2 separate regions of the Ovis aries genome follow, and region 1 is linked to region 2. A link is a contact called in public Hi-C data. All regions are on one chromosome and are shown on one strand. The core of a region is the stretch at or near the end of the contact, and the rest is flanking DNA. Distances in the headings are between cores, read along the strand shown.

What was found. A called contact is a pair of places that touch in the nucleus more often than the background predicts.
Region 1: a contact with region 2 is called in a Hi-C map of liver, with 8 times the contacts expected there. The contact joins the promoter of KLF10 here to the enhancer-like site in region 2. A contact is called at or near these places in 15 of 16 Hi-C or Micro-C datasets (blood, hypothalamus, liver and 6 more).

What each region holds. Positions count from the first base shown.
Region 1 is chr9:74,715,500-74,722,493 of ARS-UI_Ramb_v3.0, forward strand. KLF10 (KLF transcription factor 10) reads left to right here and starts at 4,696. Exons shown (of 4, transcript XM_027973155.2): 1 at 4,696-4,859. The coding sequence starts at 4,821. It overlaps LOC121820352 (a long non-coding RNA gene), which reads right to left and starts at 4,191. Exons shown (of 3, transcript XR_009594999.1): 1 at 3,680-4,191.
Region 2 is chr9:74,583,395-74,590,353 of ARS-UI_Ramb_v3.0, forward strand. No RefSeq gene overlaps it. Among named protein-coding and RNA genes, the nearest start is that of AZIN1, 49 kb to the left of the region's middle. Within about 2 kb of position 1,992, at least 47 of the 54 cell types and tissues checked have an H3K27ac peak or open chromatin away from gene starts, as enhancers often do. A contact at or near this core is called in hypothalamus, liver, muscle and 1 more, where this site is marked.

The DNA of each region.
Region 1 (6,994 bases), core at 3,446-5,945, 130 kb after region 2:
CTCTTGCTCCTTACTCTTCCTAGAGGATTTCATCCATTCTCCTGGTGCTGACTGCCACCTACACCCTGATGACAACCAAATTTTAATTTCCAGCCCAGATCCTTCTCTTCTGGGCTCCAGACGTGAAATTCCAACTGCCTCCTGGATATCTCTGTTTGGATGTCCCACGGGTAACTTCAGTTTTACACGTCCTAAATCAAATTTGGCATTTTCTTCCTCCCCACTCAAACTTACTACCTCTCTGGAGCTCCTTTCCTGGGCAATAGTGTCTCACTTTTGCCCTGTTTCCTCCAGTGAATCAAGCCCAAAACTCAGCAGTCCTGCTCCACACCGCCCTCTTCTTCATGCCCACATCCAATCAATTACCAAATCCTCCTGGTTCTTGGTGTCTCTATTCCAGCCTTTCCATGCCTGCCACTGTCAAATTTGCTGCCTCTACTGCTACAACAGACTTCTCACTGGTGTTAGACCCCAGGCTCTCTGATCCAGCATCCAAACTGGGCCAGAATGAACTTTCTACACTATCATTGCTAAAACCTGTCAGTAGGTCCCCATTGTCCTCAATATAAAAGTTCCACATCTACATTCCTTAGCAGGGCACACAAAGGCCCTTGATGTTTGGAGCTGCTTCCCTTAACATCCTAAACACCTCGTCCTAACTCAAATTTGTGAGCGGACAATTCAGAGCATCCTGAATCCCCACCACTCTCTACTCTCCACTTCTCCTCTCCTCCAACTTAGAAGCCAACCAGAAGAGCTTTCCCTCACCCCTTCCTTCCTCACCTACCGAGGACACGGTGCACACCCTCTACTTAGCATTCATCACACTACAGTCATGGCTGGCCAGCTCACTTATTTTCTTCCTTCGCTGTATGGAAGCTGCTGTGAGCTGTGTCTTTTTTTATGATTGTTCCTCAGTGTTCAGCTAGTGCCTGGCATATGGTAGGGCAATGAATGAATGGTGACAATATCCACTGACTGTAAGAAGCAAAGAGAAGACGGCTGGTGGGGACAATGTGTTTTAATATCCATAAAACTGAACTGAGGGATCTTTACATGTCAGCCACCTGCCCCACACCTTCCTTCGCAGTTCCAGTTGAAGGAGAAACCAGCACCATTAGCAGGAGGATGACCAGCATTTAACTGAAGTACTGCTTACTACTGCTCAGGACTTTCTTTCACTCATGGCTAAGATGAGAGTTTTCCATGCCTGCTGCTGTAATGATGCAAGTTAAGGGAAAGGATTAGAAGGGTCCATACTTCTGCCTAGGCAGTTGTCCACATTCTGCCTATAACCTCAGTGAATCTTCACAGACAACCTACAATTTTATTTCCTCCATTAAAGAAGCGTGACCGCCTAAAGTGTCTGCACTGGACCACAAAGATGATTATGACATGGCCACCATCTTGAAGGAGCTTTCATTTATATATAGTCTACTTGGGGCTTCCCTGGTGGTTCAGACAGTAAAGAATCTGCCTGCAATGTGGGAGACCTGGGTTCAGTCCCTGGGTCAGGAAGATCCCCTGAAGAAGGGAATGGCTAACCCACTCCAGCATTCCTGCCTGGAGAATTCCAAGGACAGAGGAGCCTGGTGGGCTACAGTCCATGGGGTCACAAAGAGTCAGACACAAGTGAGCGACTAATACACACACTCATAGTCTATTTGTCTTTATCCTCCCATCCAAGCCTTTTGAGAGCAGCGACATCACCTGTCTTATTCATTGCTGTTTTCCCAGTGAATACAACACATAGTAGGTGCTCAACAAATGTTTGTTGAATGCAGTGGATAATTGAGCAATACAATGCTTATTGAATGAGGATGTGACCATAGGCAAGTGTATATCTGGGTGGGAGAGAAGACTGGGAGGCTGGGGAAAGTTGAGGGCAGGATGGAATGGCCTTTAACCTCCTAGGCGGTAGGAGCAAAGGATCATTTTTTAAGTACAGATAATCAGGATTGGATCATGACTTTTGAAAAGCCCACTCTAGTTTCAGTGTTTGCCATTGTTTCAGAGTTTGCCATTGGCGTGCCAGCGGGGCTGGGGTGGGGGCTGTATGAGGGGAGTGCAGGTTCTTTAAGCAAGCATTGATGACAGACTGACATAGAGTGACATTTGAGGGGTACAAGTGGAAAGTGAGGGGCGAGAGACATTTCTGAGGCAAAACTGCTCAGAACTGGGGACCAACTGAGGAAGACAGTGAAGGCTGGATGGGAGATGAGAAGCCCATATGGGAAGAAGTAAAAATAAGGGCTTTAGTTTTGGCTCCTTTCAGCCTGAGGTGCCTGGGTAACATCTTTCTCTGAATCTCTAGGAATGGTGCCGCCACCACAGTGTTCCTCCTACCCCTTTTCTTTCCGGTTTTGAGTCACTCCCACAAGCCAGAAATGCTCCCTGCTCCTCAGCGTGCAGGAGAACCATGCCAGCAGGCCCCACATTCCCGAGGAAGGGACCGAGGGACCTGGAGGGCCGGCTGCGGCCTCCCCAGGGGCAGCTCCCTGACAGGAAGGCAGGCTGGGCACAGACAGGAGCTTCCTCTGCTGCAGCAGGTGCCCAGGGCCAGCTGCTCCAATACCCCGCAGGCTCACATCAACAGGATGGGACAGCCCAGGCGGAAGGAAGCCCACAGGGAGGGACGCCGGCCGCTGCAGACAGAAGCCGGGGCAGGGGATGAAGGGGAGACAGGAAGAGCTGCCTGAGCTGCTGAGCTGGCGCCCCTCCAGCAGATTCAGGAGAGGCAGTGACAGGCGGCCATTCAGTCCTCCTTCCCTCTCTCAGTGGGCATCTCTAGCCCTGGTTGATCCTATTATTATTACTACTACTGTTGTTGGTTAGCCTGGGCCTGTTTCTAAAATATTTAATTCATTGGTTTTCTTTTTTCTTTTTTTTTTGCTTTCTGGCCATGCCTGGAGGCTTGCAGGATCTCAGTTCCCCAACCAGGGGTTGAACCCAGGCTATGGCAGTGAAAGCACCCAGTCCAAACCACTGAAACGCCAAGGGATTCCCTAGTTTATTCCTTTTCTATACTCATTTTTGTGATTATTGGGAAAGAAAAGACACTTACATCCTCAGCCTTTCAGTTACACGGAGAAGTGAGGCAGCTGGAGGGAAGGGCAGTGACTTCTGCCCCCGGTTAGCCAGTCCCAAGGAGTGGCTTTAAGTTTGTTTTAAGCCGCGCTATCACCCAAAGGGAGCCGACAAGGAGCCAAAGCAGAACCACAGGCTCGCAGTTAGGCTCGCAGTCCGGAGGCCCCAGACCGCCTCTGACCTGGTTCGGGATGGGGGTTGTGGAGGTGTGGCTGGGGCTTTCGCGGGACCGAGAGCACGGGGTTTCATGACTTCCTGAGACGGTAAAGTGTCTTGCTTACAATGGGGGAGACCTGGGTTCGATCCCTAGATTGGGAAGACCTCTGGAGAAGGACATGGCAACCCACTCCAGTACTCTTGCCTGGAAAATCCCATGGACAGAGGAGAGTGGTGGGCTACAGTCCACGGGGTCGCAAAGAGTCGGACAGGACTGAGCGACTTCATTTTTCCCAAGGCAACCCACTCCCTGGCGTGCCCTGGCTGGCGCCTCGTGACCCTAGAAGACCCCGCCCCTCCCCATCACCACCAGCAGTTTCCCGGCAGGGCGTTTCCGGAGGCCATGGCCCAGGGTAGGTGTGGGGGTAGGGCCTACCTTTGAAACAGCTTGTAGACTGCAATTTAAACTTTACACCGAGCTCAAAACTCGGTTCTGCAACTGAGAGTCGGTTCCAGAGAAAGATTAAAAAAAACTCTGGCCTATGGCTCCCCAGCACCCGCACTGGTCTAGTTTTCGGGGCTTCCTGCAGTCCCCACACCATTCTCTCCACAGCCCTGGAGGAAGGATGGGCGGGGCGGACGGGGCGGGCAACGCCGCCGGCAGGGCAGATGGAGAGGGCGAGCCAGCGCCTGCGGCCCGGGCGTGGGCGGGGGGGCGCAGGAGCAGGTGTCCGCTCGGTGACAGGATTCCCTTTCCCTCGCCTCCACTTCCCTGGTGCTACTCATGCTTCAGCGAGGCAAAAACCCAGCAACTGCTCCAGAAATGCAGCTCGGTCGGTCACCAGGCTCTCCTTTCTCGCCAGACGCGCAAGAGGACGGGGCGCTTCCAAATGCAAATCTCTTGGCTCTGGACCCTTGGCTTGCAGCCGCCGCCTCCCCCGCCTGGCCACCCGGCGTCCCGCCCACCCCGTGGCGGCGGCGGCCCGAGATGGGACCTCGCCCGCGGAGGGGAATGGGCGGAGCGGGCATCCCTCCCCACCTCCCACGTGGGCCTGGCTCTCCGCGGAGAGCCTGGGCGCGCCGCGGCGGCCGCGCCTCCGGGCTGGGCTCGGGTTCCTGGCGCCGCCCCACCCCCGGCCCAGGGAAGGGGACTGCAAGCCGGGGAGGGAGAGTGGGGGTGGGTGAGGGGTGGGGGCCGCGTCCACAGAGTCAGGTGGTGGCGGGAGTTCCCTCGGGCTGGGCCCGGGGAAACGCGCTGCCAGGGGATTGTGTACACGCTCCACTGACACAAGCTTCACGCTGCCGGGCAGCCGCTGATCACGCGTGGCCCCGCGAGCCCATTGGCCGGCGCCTCACACACCTTTGTCGCTGATTGGCCGGCCCCAGGCTCCGCCCCCACCCCCGCCCGCGGCTCGGGGCAGGCGGAGCGGCTACCTGAATGGGGAGGGGGGCAGACGGCGCGGAGCGCAGCGGCGGCGGGAGCGGCGTCGAGTGTCTCCGGGCGCCCGTCTGTGGCCAGGCAGCCAAGGACAGCCTTGCAGCCAGTCAGCTCATCGCCGGCGGCCGGGCAGCCAACCATGCTCAACTTCGGCGGCGCTTCTCTCCAGCAGGCTACGGTAAGTCACCTGGGGATGCCCCAAGCCCTTCTCTTGCCTCCCTGCGTCCGGGGAGACCCCCGAGCCCCTGACATCAGCCTCGCCTGAGGACAGAGGTTGCAGGGGAGTCGTGGAAGAGGAAGAGGGGCTTCCCGCCTGCAGACTGGGCATTGGTGACGGCGTGTGTGTAGCGGAGCGGGGGACGGGAGGGGTTTCTGGAGAAGCAGGCTGGGAGCTAGAGACGAAGTGAGAGAGGGTCTCGCTCGAGGTGTAAGGAGGGGAAGGGAACAGCTCCGCTGGGAGACTGGAAGCAGGTGAGGGGGGTGGGATGACTGGAGGGGCGGGAAGAGTGAGGAGACTGGGGTTGGGGGGCTGGCTGCCCTGTCAGCGAGACTAGGAGGCGTGGAAGTACCGGAGAGGGGGATAAGGGGGCCACCTTGCACCTGGCGCCGGGGGGAAGAGATGCCTCCGTCTGGATAAGGAACGCGCCCCAGGCTGGGAGGGGGCTGCTCTAGGGCATGTGAGGGATGGGGAGTCCACCGGAGAGGAGAGGGGGACTCCCCATCTCGGGGGGTCTTGAACGGAGGCTTGCAGGACTGGGGCTACCCAGCAGATAGCGGGGGTGCTGTGGGGAGGGGCGCCCGGCGTGGGTGCAAGGGGATGGCACGCGGGCCCGGGGAGTTTACCCCACCCCAGACGTCTGGAGGGGACTCCCTTATCTCCGGAACAGGCAGGCAGGTGGCCTCCTCCAGAGGACGCCTTGGCGGGGGGAGGGGGCCTCGGAGCCGCCTTGGCGACAGTAGATGGAAGGGATGGGAAGCGGGACCCCAGCATCGGGGTGGGGAAGGTGGGCGGGGGGAGCCGGGGCTGCGAGACGCGGGGGCAGCGCTCCGAGGCGGGAGCCGCCGGCCGTGGGGCCGCGCGCCTGGAACTGGGCCTGTTGGGGGCTGCACGTCTGGGAACTCGTGGAGATGCTGGGCTCGGCGCGGGGGTGTTGGGGGGGCCAGAGCTGCCGGAAACCGTGGGGACGCGGGGGGCGCCGCGTCTTCGGGGCGAGTCGGGGTGGTCTGAGATCCCGTGGGCGGCGTGGGCGGGAAGCGCCGAGGGCTCGGCCGGGTCCCCGGGGGCTGCGGCCGGAGGAGGGCGGGGGCCGGGTTTCCGCGGGGACCTGGCTCCTCCTCCGGCAGCTGAGGCGGAGGCCGGGGGGTGGGCCGGGAACGGATGCGCCGGGGGAGCTTCTCGTCCCCGAGTGACCCAGCCCGAGCCTCCGCCAGGGCGGGAGCGAGGCCCGGCCCCGCAGTCGGTTCCTAAGGGAACGGTGGGGAGCTGGAAGGGGCGGGCGCGCCGGGAGCCGGGCGCCCGCGGCCCCGCCTCTCCCCGCAGGCCCAGGCGCGCACGGCCGGGCGGTTGGCGGCGGCGCCCGCGGCCCCTCCCCCGGGCCGTCGCGAGGGCGGGGGCCCCGCGGGCTCAGGAAGTAGGTGAAAGGTGACGGCGCGGCAATTCCCAGTTCACGTTTCCTGCGCCGCCCGGAGCAGCCGCTGATCACGCTTTGTTCACATGCCTCGCCCCCCGCCTCCTCCTCCGCGCCCCCGCCCTCCGCCGCCCAGCCAATCCCAGCTCGGGCCGCCCGGCTGGCTGGCCAATGACGGGGGCAGGGACGCGGGGACGTGCGAGCGGGCGAGGAATGTTCCCAGTGACTCACCCGCGAGCCTCATTGAGGTTAGGGCGGCCCCATCCGTCTGTCCCCGCCAGCGAGGATCTCCCCCGCCGCCCACCCCCGCCCCTTGTCTGCTTCCCTCCCCCACCCCCCGGCCCACGCCCTCGCCTCCGCCCGCGCTTCCCTTTCCTGCCTCCCTCGCGCCCCACTCCTTTTCCTCTCCCCTCCCGGCTTCTCTTCCTGCTCTTCCCAGCGCATACTCTTTCTCTCCTGCCTAGCCTTTTCTCTTTTTTTTTCCCTTTTGCGCTGGCGTCTTGAGGCTTTTACACATACATGCGCTGTCCGTTGCAGCTTACGTAAAAGGCGCGCGATTATGCAATTGCATTGTTAGCTATATTTCAAGAGTGGTAATAGCTTCTTAAAGGTTTCTACACGAAGGGTTTTAAAACAAGAGTTGAGAACAATTCCTAGCAATGTAAAGAATATTTTTCGGTGTTTT
Region 2 (6,959 bases), core at 742-3,241:
CCTGGGGCCCCCTACTCTGAGTCTGGACCCTCTCGATGGTGACCATCTGCATCAGCAGCTCTCACCCCTGGCTCCCCAGTAAAAGAATGCTGATGCCAGGTGAAATCACCTGGTGGGGAGGGGGCCCATGCTTCACCATCTGTGTGTTCTAAAGCATCCCCAGGTAATTTCAGTGTGCTGTTGGGGTTGAGAAATCCTGAGGGAAATCAATACAGAGTGTGATCAAAGAACAGAATAGGAAAGTATTTGAAATCTGAACAAAGGAGGATTTGCATTAGAGACCAGCTAATAAAAGCCATCCAAGGCAGGATGGCTCCTGCAGCTGTGGCTGACAAATTCTTGGAAAGAATCCATCAGTCTGGGAACTGGCATGACTCGGTGCCCCGGGGGGCAGAGGGCGAGACCCCGCAGCTCCAGGTCCCCTCTGGGCCACCAGGCCTGCTTCTCAGATCCACCTCTATGCTGCCAGGCCCCGATGCTGTGAGCCTCTGTTCTTCCAGTCCAACTGGATTGCTTGCTGTTCCCAGAACTCGCCCGCTGTCTCCCCCTCCAGGTTTTGGTTCCAGGCATTTGTTTCCGTCTGGAATGTCCTTTCCCCCATCTGTTCAAATCATTCCTCTTCAAGGTCCCTGCCCTCAGGCCAGCTCCACCAGGAAGCCTCCTCCCGGGGGCTTCTGTAAGCGCCTGTCCCTCCCCCCCACCCTCCCCACCCCCGCCCCACTTCCCGCTCTGTGTGCTCACACTGCCAGGGTGTGCCCAGGGTCGTCTCCCCAGCCAGGCTGTGGATGCAGGAAGGGACCTTCTGTGGCTTCTTCCTGCCCCGCCTGTCCCTGGAGTTGGGGGCGCCTTGCCAGGAGGGGCTGCACGCATTTCCTGAATGCGACAGAAGTTGTCCCTGTTCCCAGGCAGGGTGGACAGTCACACAGATCCACCCTCTCCGCTCAGGCCCCTTTGCTGCTAGTTCCATGGCCCGGCCGCTCTATTTTCTGAGTGCCAGGGGGGGCTTGTGGTTAGCCGGCAAAGACAGGAAAGAGCCGAGGCCAGGCCTTGACCCAGCACGTGGTGTCCCCAGCACCGGAGCGGCTTCCTCGGGGGAGGGGCGGGTCGAGAGAGCGGGGCGGGAGACGAGGGCGTGGAGGCCTGCATGCTGGTGCGGTCTCTTCCCAAGACACCCCCCCCCCGAAGTCTTAAAGAGGGTTGGGGGTTGGAACCCCGCCACTTCGGGGGGCAGTCGGGGGCCAGCGCTGGTGCCGCGGGACCGCCTGCTCCTGGAGCCCACCCGCCCCGGGGTCCCGCGCCGCACGGCCAGATCGCGGAAGGGGAGGGGGTCCCGGAGGCTGCCCGCCCAGTGCCGGCGGTGTGGGGGCTTGTTCCTTCCTGCGGTCGCCCGCCGCCGGCCCGCGCCGCAGGTGACCCCGGCAGCTTGCCAGTGGTCCCCGCTCCCCTCGGCCGCGCCCACCCCAGCGCTCCCGCTGCCGCAGACGCCTCCTTGGGGTTTTCCGGCTCTGAGCGCCTCAGATGACCTCGCCGGCCGCCGGCCCGGGCCGCTCCCTCCTCCCGTTCCCCCCAACCCCCCCGGCTTCCCGCCTCCCGGGCCGCGCGGCAGGGCTTTCTGATGAGTCAGCGGGAGCCCGGGAGCCTCCAGCCGCGCCGGGGCATCTGCTCCGGTGACGCACCGTGACTCACGGGCGCCCGGGCAGCCGCAGTCCCCGAGCGCGCAGCGCCGAGTCGGGACGCCGAGCGCAGGCCCCCCCCGCCACCCCCACCGGCCCCGGGCGGACCCCGCTCCGCGCCCCGCGCGGGGCATCGGGCTCCTCCCGCCTCGAGCGTCCTCCCCACCCCACCCCCGGCTCCCGCCCGCCTGCGGTGCTCTCCTCCCCGCGCCTCTCCGCTCCTGGCCCCAGTCCAAGCTGACATCAGACGCTGGCCGCCCGGCCACCCTCTGAGTCAACAGTTTCCGAAGCCGAGCCCGCTGCCAGGGGCGGGGAGAAAGCGCTGCCTCCGGGGGAGGCGGAGGGGGCGGGGCGGCTGGGTCCGGCAGCCGCGGGAGGGCGGAGGTGGGTGGGGACCAGCGAAGCTTTTTTTTACAAGAAGTCACGGGGTTGGGGGGTGCCGGGGGCGGTTAGGGGGAACCGAGAGGGTGAAAACCGCCCTGCAGAGCGGCGGGGGCGGAGAGGAAACCTGCGCCCAGAGCCACGTGCTGGAGCCGGCGCGGGGTGGGTGGCTCGCGGAGGCGTGGGGGAAGGAGAGGCCGCTGCTGGGAAAGGCCCCAGGCCACGTTTCTCGGGGAGGAGATGCGCCGCGGTGGACACGCTCGGCCCCAGGCCAGCCGGGGACCTTCGTGTCTGGAGAAGGCGGCCCAAGATCCCTCTGATGGGAGCAGCTCTGGCCGAGCCTCGGAGGGCCGGCCCTGCCTGCCCAGGGATGGCCTTGCAGAAATGCCCTGGCCTAAAGGAAACGGCAGCCCACTCCGGTGTTCTTGCCTGGAGAATCCCAGGGACGGGGGAGCCTGGTGGGCTGCCGTCTCTGGGGTTGCACAGAGTCGGACACGACTGAAGCGACTTAGCAGCAGCAGCAGCAGCAACCTAGTTGCCTCCTCTGCCCGCGGTGGGATGGGGTTGAGGCTGAAGGGTCTTCTCTCTCACCCCGCCCCTGCCCACCACCACCTCAAAGAGGATATCTGTCCAGGGGTGGAAGAATTTGAGAGGCTGAGTAAACTGGGGGTGGGTGGCCATCCAGTGACGGTGAGGAGAGTGGTAGGAAGGAAAAAGGAAGCACAAAAAGAAAGGAAAATCTTAAGAACCTGCCAAGGACTTAACCGCAGTCCTTGGAAAGGTGAGTTTCCTGTTACCTGAAGTACTAGGCCAAAATCCTGAGGAGAGAAAATGGATTAGCTGCAGGAAGGAAGGTGGAGTTTGGGCCTTTTTTGCTCTGGGTAAGAGGCTGGAGTCTCTGAAGGCGATTATCTGCCACTGTCTGGGTTCAGCAACCACTTTGAGAGGCTGCCTCCTGCGGGTCTAGGATGTGAAAGTGAAAGTCACTCTGTGTCCCACTCTTTGCGGCCCCATGGACTATACAGTCCGTGGAATTCTCCAGGCCAGAATACTGGAGTGGGTAGCCTTTCTCTTCTCCAGGGGATCTTCCCAACCCAGGGATCGAACCCAAGTCTCCTTCATGGTGGGTGGATTCTTTACCAGCTGAGCCACAAGGTTTCTAGGTTGCTCAAGGACAAAAGACCTCTTAAAGAGCACCCGCTTGCACCTAGAAGTTCCCTGACCCTTTGCCCTGCCCTTGTCAGACAGGAAGGAATGGAGAGGAGCCAGGAAGACAGAAAGGCAACAGACCTCCACGGGCGCCTGGGTTTCCTCCCCTCCTAGTCCATCTCATCTCACCCCACCCTATACAACTGCTGTGGGTGGGGGGCTTCCAGCTGGAATTCATTCTCAATCTCTTTCCGGGATTTGACTTGCCCTTCTTTCCAAAGCCACGGCTCAGCAAGTGATGCCAGCCCCGGGACGGGTGTCCGGGTCTCATCTTGCAGGCAGAAGGAGCACAACAGCTGGGTGCCCAGAACCCATCCGGGTTTGTGCAGAGCTGTTTGTCAGTGCAGCCTCCCAGGACCACGTGAGCTGCCTCTCACCTTGTGTGACCCTCGTTCAGACCCAGGCAGAGCAGAGCTCCCGGCCCCCTTCCCCTCGTGCACAGCCTTCTCCCAAGTGTGCAGGTGGGTGGCTCATTCCCGCCTGGTCAAAACCACATTGAGCTGGACTCCTGGGAAGTTCTGTCCTCCAGGCCTCTGTAGAAGAGGTAAAAATGACAGCTCTTGGGAAACCAAGGGGTCTCATTTGCTGAGGTGGGACAAGATGCGGAGCCCTGTGGCGTCCAAGAGCAGGACTGGCTGGTGATCCTCATGGGCGCTGTTAGGAGCAGAAGGTCCTGGGCCCTGGGTGGTTGCGCTTCGGGGGAAGTTGGTGGGCTGGACCAACTGGGGTTTATCCTGGGAGCTGAGGCCACGACGTGCAGCAGGGGCCTCTGGCTCCGGCCCGGATACTGAAGCCACAAACACTGCAACCCCCAACTTCCACTTTTTTTTCTTTCTTCATGCTGAGAACGCCCTCTGTAGGGGCTGTCTCCTCCACTGTTTCAGATTCTGCTTTTGCATGTGTGTGTGTGTGTGTGTCAGAGAGGCAGTTATCACGACCTCTGTCGATCTCTCTTCTCCCACTCCCTGATCTGCGTGCCTGTGGCCCTTGGCACCTGCACTGTCAGCCTTCCCACGCTCTGCTTGGCCTGAGAGAGAGAGGTTTTGCTGTCTTCAGCTTCCCTCTCTACCCAGAGGCCTGCTGAAAAGGCCCAGGGTTTCATCTTTGCAACTCCTTCCTGGTGGAACGCATGAGGAAGTGAATTAGCTGTCAGCTCCATCCTCTTCTGCTCCATGCTTGGCCTGGCAGCCTCCTTCGTGTCTGAGGGCGCTTCCTGTTTGCTGTGTCTGCTGCCTCCATGAGAGCCTCATCCTGAGTTTTGACCCACCCTGCCCTTTGCCTCACGATTCAGCTCAGCCTTTGTGACCCTGGCTTGTTTGCCTGATGGACCCCTGCAAGCTGCTCAGCAGGAAGAGCCTGTGTGCCTCCCCTTAGAACCTTGCCTATGGGCTTCTCTGGTGGTTCAGGCGGTAAGGAGAGTGCCTGCAATGCAGGAGACCCGGGTTCGATCCCTGGGCCGGGAAGATCCCCTGCAGGAGGGAATGGCAACCCACTCCGGTACTCTTGCCTGGAGAATCCCAGAGACAGAGGAGCCTGGCGGGCTGCAGTCCATCGGGTCACAAAGAGTCAGACACGACTGCGTCACTAGACAGAGGATCGATGGGACCTAAGTGTACCTCACTAAAGCCAACCCGCCCATTGACTGTACATGCGCACCCAGGAACGCAGGTGGCCCTAACTGAAGCTAACATGTCATGTGTAAATTCCGCAATGCTATAACAGATAAAGTAGGGGCTACCTTCCTTTACAAAACATTTTCCAAGCGTGTTGTTGAATATGAGGTTCCTCATATGCATTTGGAGGACTCGTTTTCCTCGCAACTTTTGGGGAATGGATAAATTGAAAGTGAGATACGAATTTAGGAGATGAATTGGCAGAGATCAGTCTGTTTTCAGGGAGTCATGTAACCAAGTTCTGTATCACTGCACATGCCAGAAAAGTTGGAGAGGAAACCGAGCCAAACTAGGAACACCCTCAAAGGACTTGGCGTTACTCCTCAAAACATCTGGTACTGCATGGTAGCATTTGTCACGCCACTGAAAAGCTAACCTTCTCCAGTTGTCCTTGACCAGTGGAGCAGAGGGCCAGGGACCCTCTGTGTGAGAAAAATGTGGTTCTAGTTCTGGCTTTTCTGTGTCTGAGCTCCACTACCTTGGGCCACCTGCTGATCTGTCTGTGCCTAGGTTTCTTCTGTAAAATAGAGATCCTTATACCTACTTCTTGGGGCTCTTTGGAGGGCCAGAGGAAGTGATCGATGGCCCAGAGGGTGCCCAGTGTACACCTGAAACTATCAGAATGTTGTGAACCGACTATACTCCAATAAAAATTAAATGGTTTAGCTGTTGGGGGTAACAACTTCCTTAAGTGTAGAATCTTCTCCATTGGGGTTCTGTCTAGGTTCTGTCCAGGGTCAAGAACGTCAAATTGAGAGAATGTTGAGCTATTTTTCAGAAGCCACTGGAGCAAAAAGACCAACATCTCTAGGAGAGGTAAGGAATTTAAGAGCAGCACAATCTGCCAGCCAGTGATGGATTTCAGGCCTGAGAGAAACTTGATAATGAATCATTCTGAGGCCTAATCAGTGGCAAAGATGACCTTTGTCCAGACATTGGCATGTTTGAGCCTTTAATGCAGGAGGTGTTGAAAGAACCTAATAAATGCTTATTCGTTGAGTCAAATCCAAGAGTTTGGAGGAAAAGTGAAAATTTTATATTCTGGGTACCCCTGTGCCAGGTGAGATGTGACCCTGAGGGAAAACACTAAATCAGACCCTGCTCCGGTGGATGATGGGTCCCAGAGCCTCACACCGGGCCCTGGACTCTTGCTTCTGTGAATGGGAGCAGATCACATTCCCAGGAAGGACAGATTGACGGGCTGCATTGCGCACCATTGGGAGAGGGAGTAAGAACTGTTCTTTGCACCTCACCTCAGCTCTTTCTGGGCTTCCCTGGTGGCTCAGACAGTAAAGAATCTGCCTGCAATGCAGATAGACCCAGTTTCAATCCCTGGGTCGGAAAGATCCCCCTGGAGGAGGACATGGCAACCCACTCCAGTATTCTTGCATGCACAATCCCAAGGACAGAGGAGCCTGGCCGGCTACAGTCCATGGGGTGCCAAAGAGTCAGACAAGACTGAGTGACTAACACTTTAAGTTTCAGCTCTTTCTGGCCCATCTGACACCAGTCCAGAGAATGTATAGTATATTCTCCTAGGACTCCATAACCAAGGAACCACAAACTGGCTGTCTTAAAACAACAGAAATGTATTTGCTCGGAATTCTAGAGGCTGGAGTTATCAGCAGGGCCCTGGTCCCTCTGAGACTCTGGGTAGAATCCTTCCTTGTCTTTTCCAAGGAAGGGCCCTCATGTGAGTCCAGGGCCCAGCATGAGGCTCTAGGACCCATCACCCACCGGAGCAGGGTCTGATTTAGTGTTTTCCCTCAGGGTCACATCTCACCTGGCACAGGGGTACCCAGAATATAAACTCTGCACTTTTTCTTCAAACTCTTGGATTTGACTCAATGAATAAGCATTTATTAGGCTCTTTCAACACCTCCTGCAATCCTTGGCATTCCTTGGCCTGCAGCTGTTTCACCCCCATCTCTGCCTCTGTTAGCACATGGCGTTCTGTATGTGTCTTCACATGGCAGTCTCTTTATTAGAACCCCAGTCACGTTGAATAAGGGCCCACCCTAAT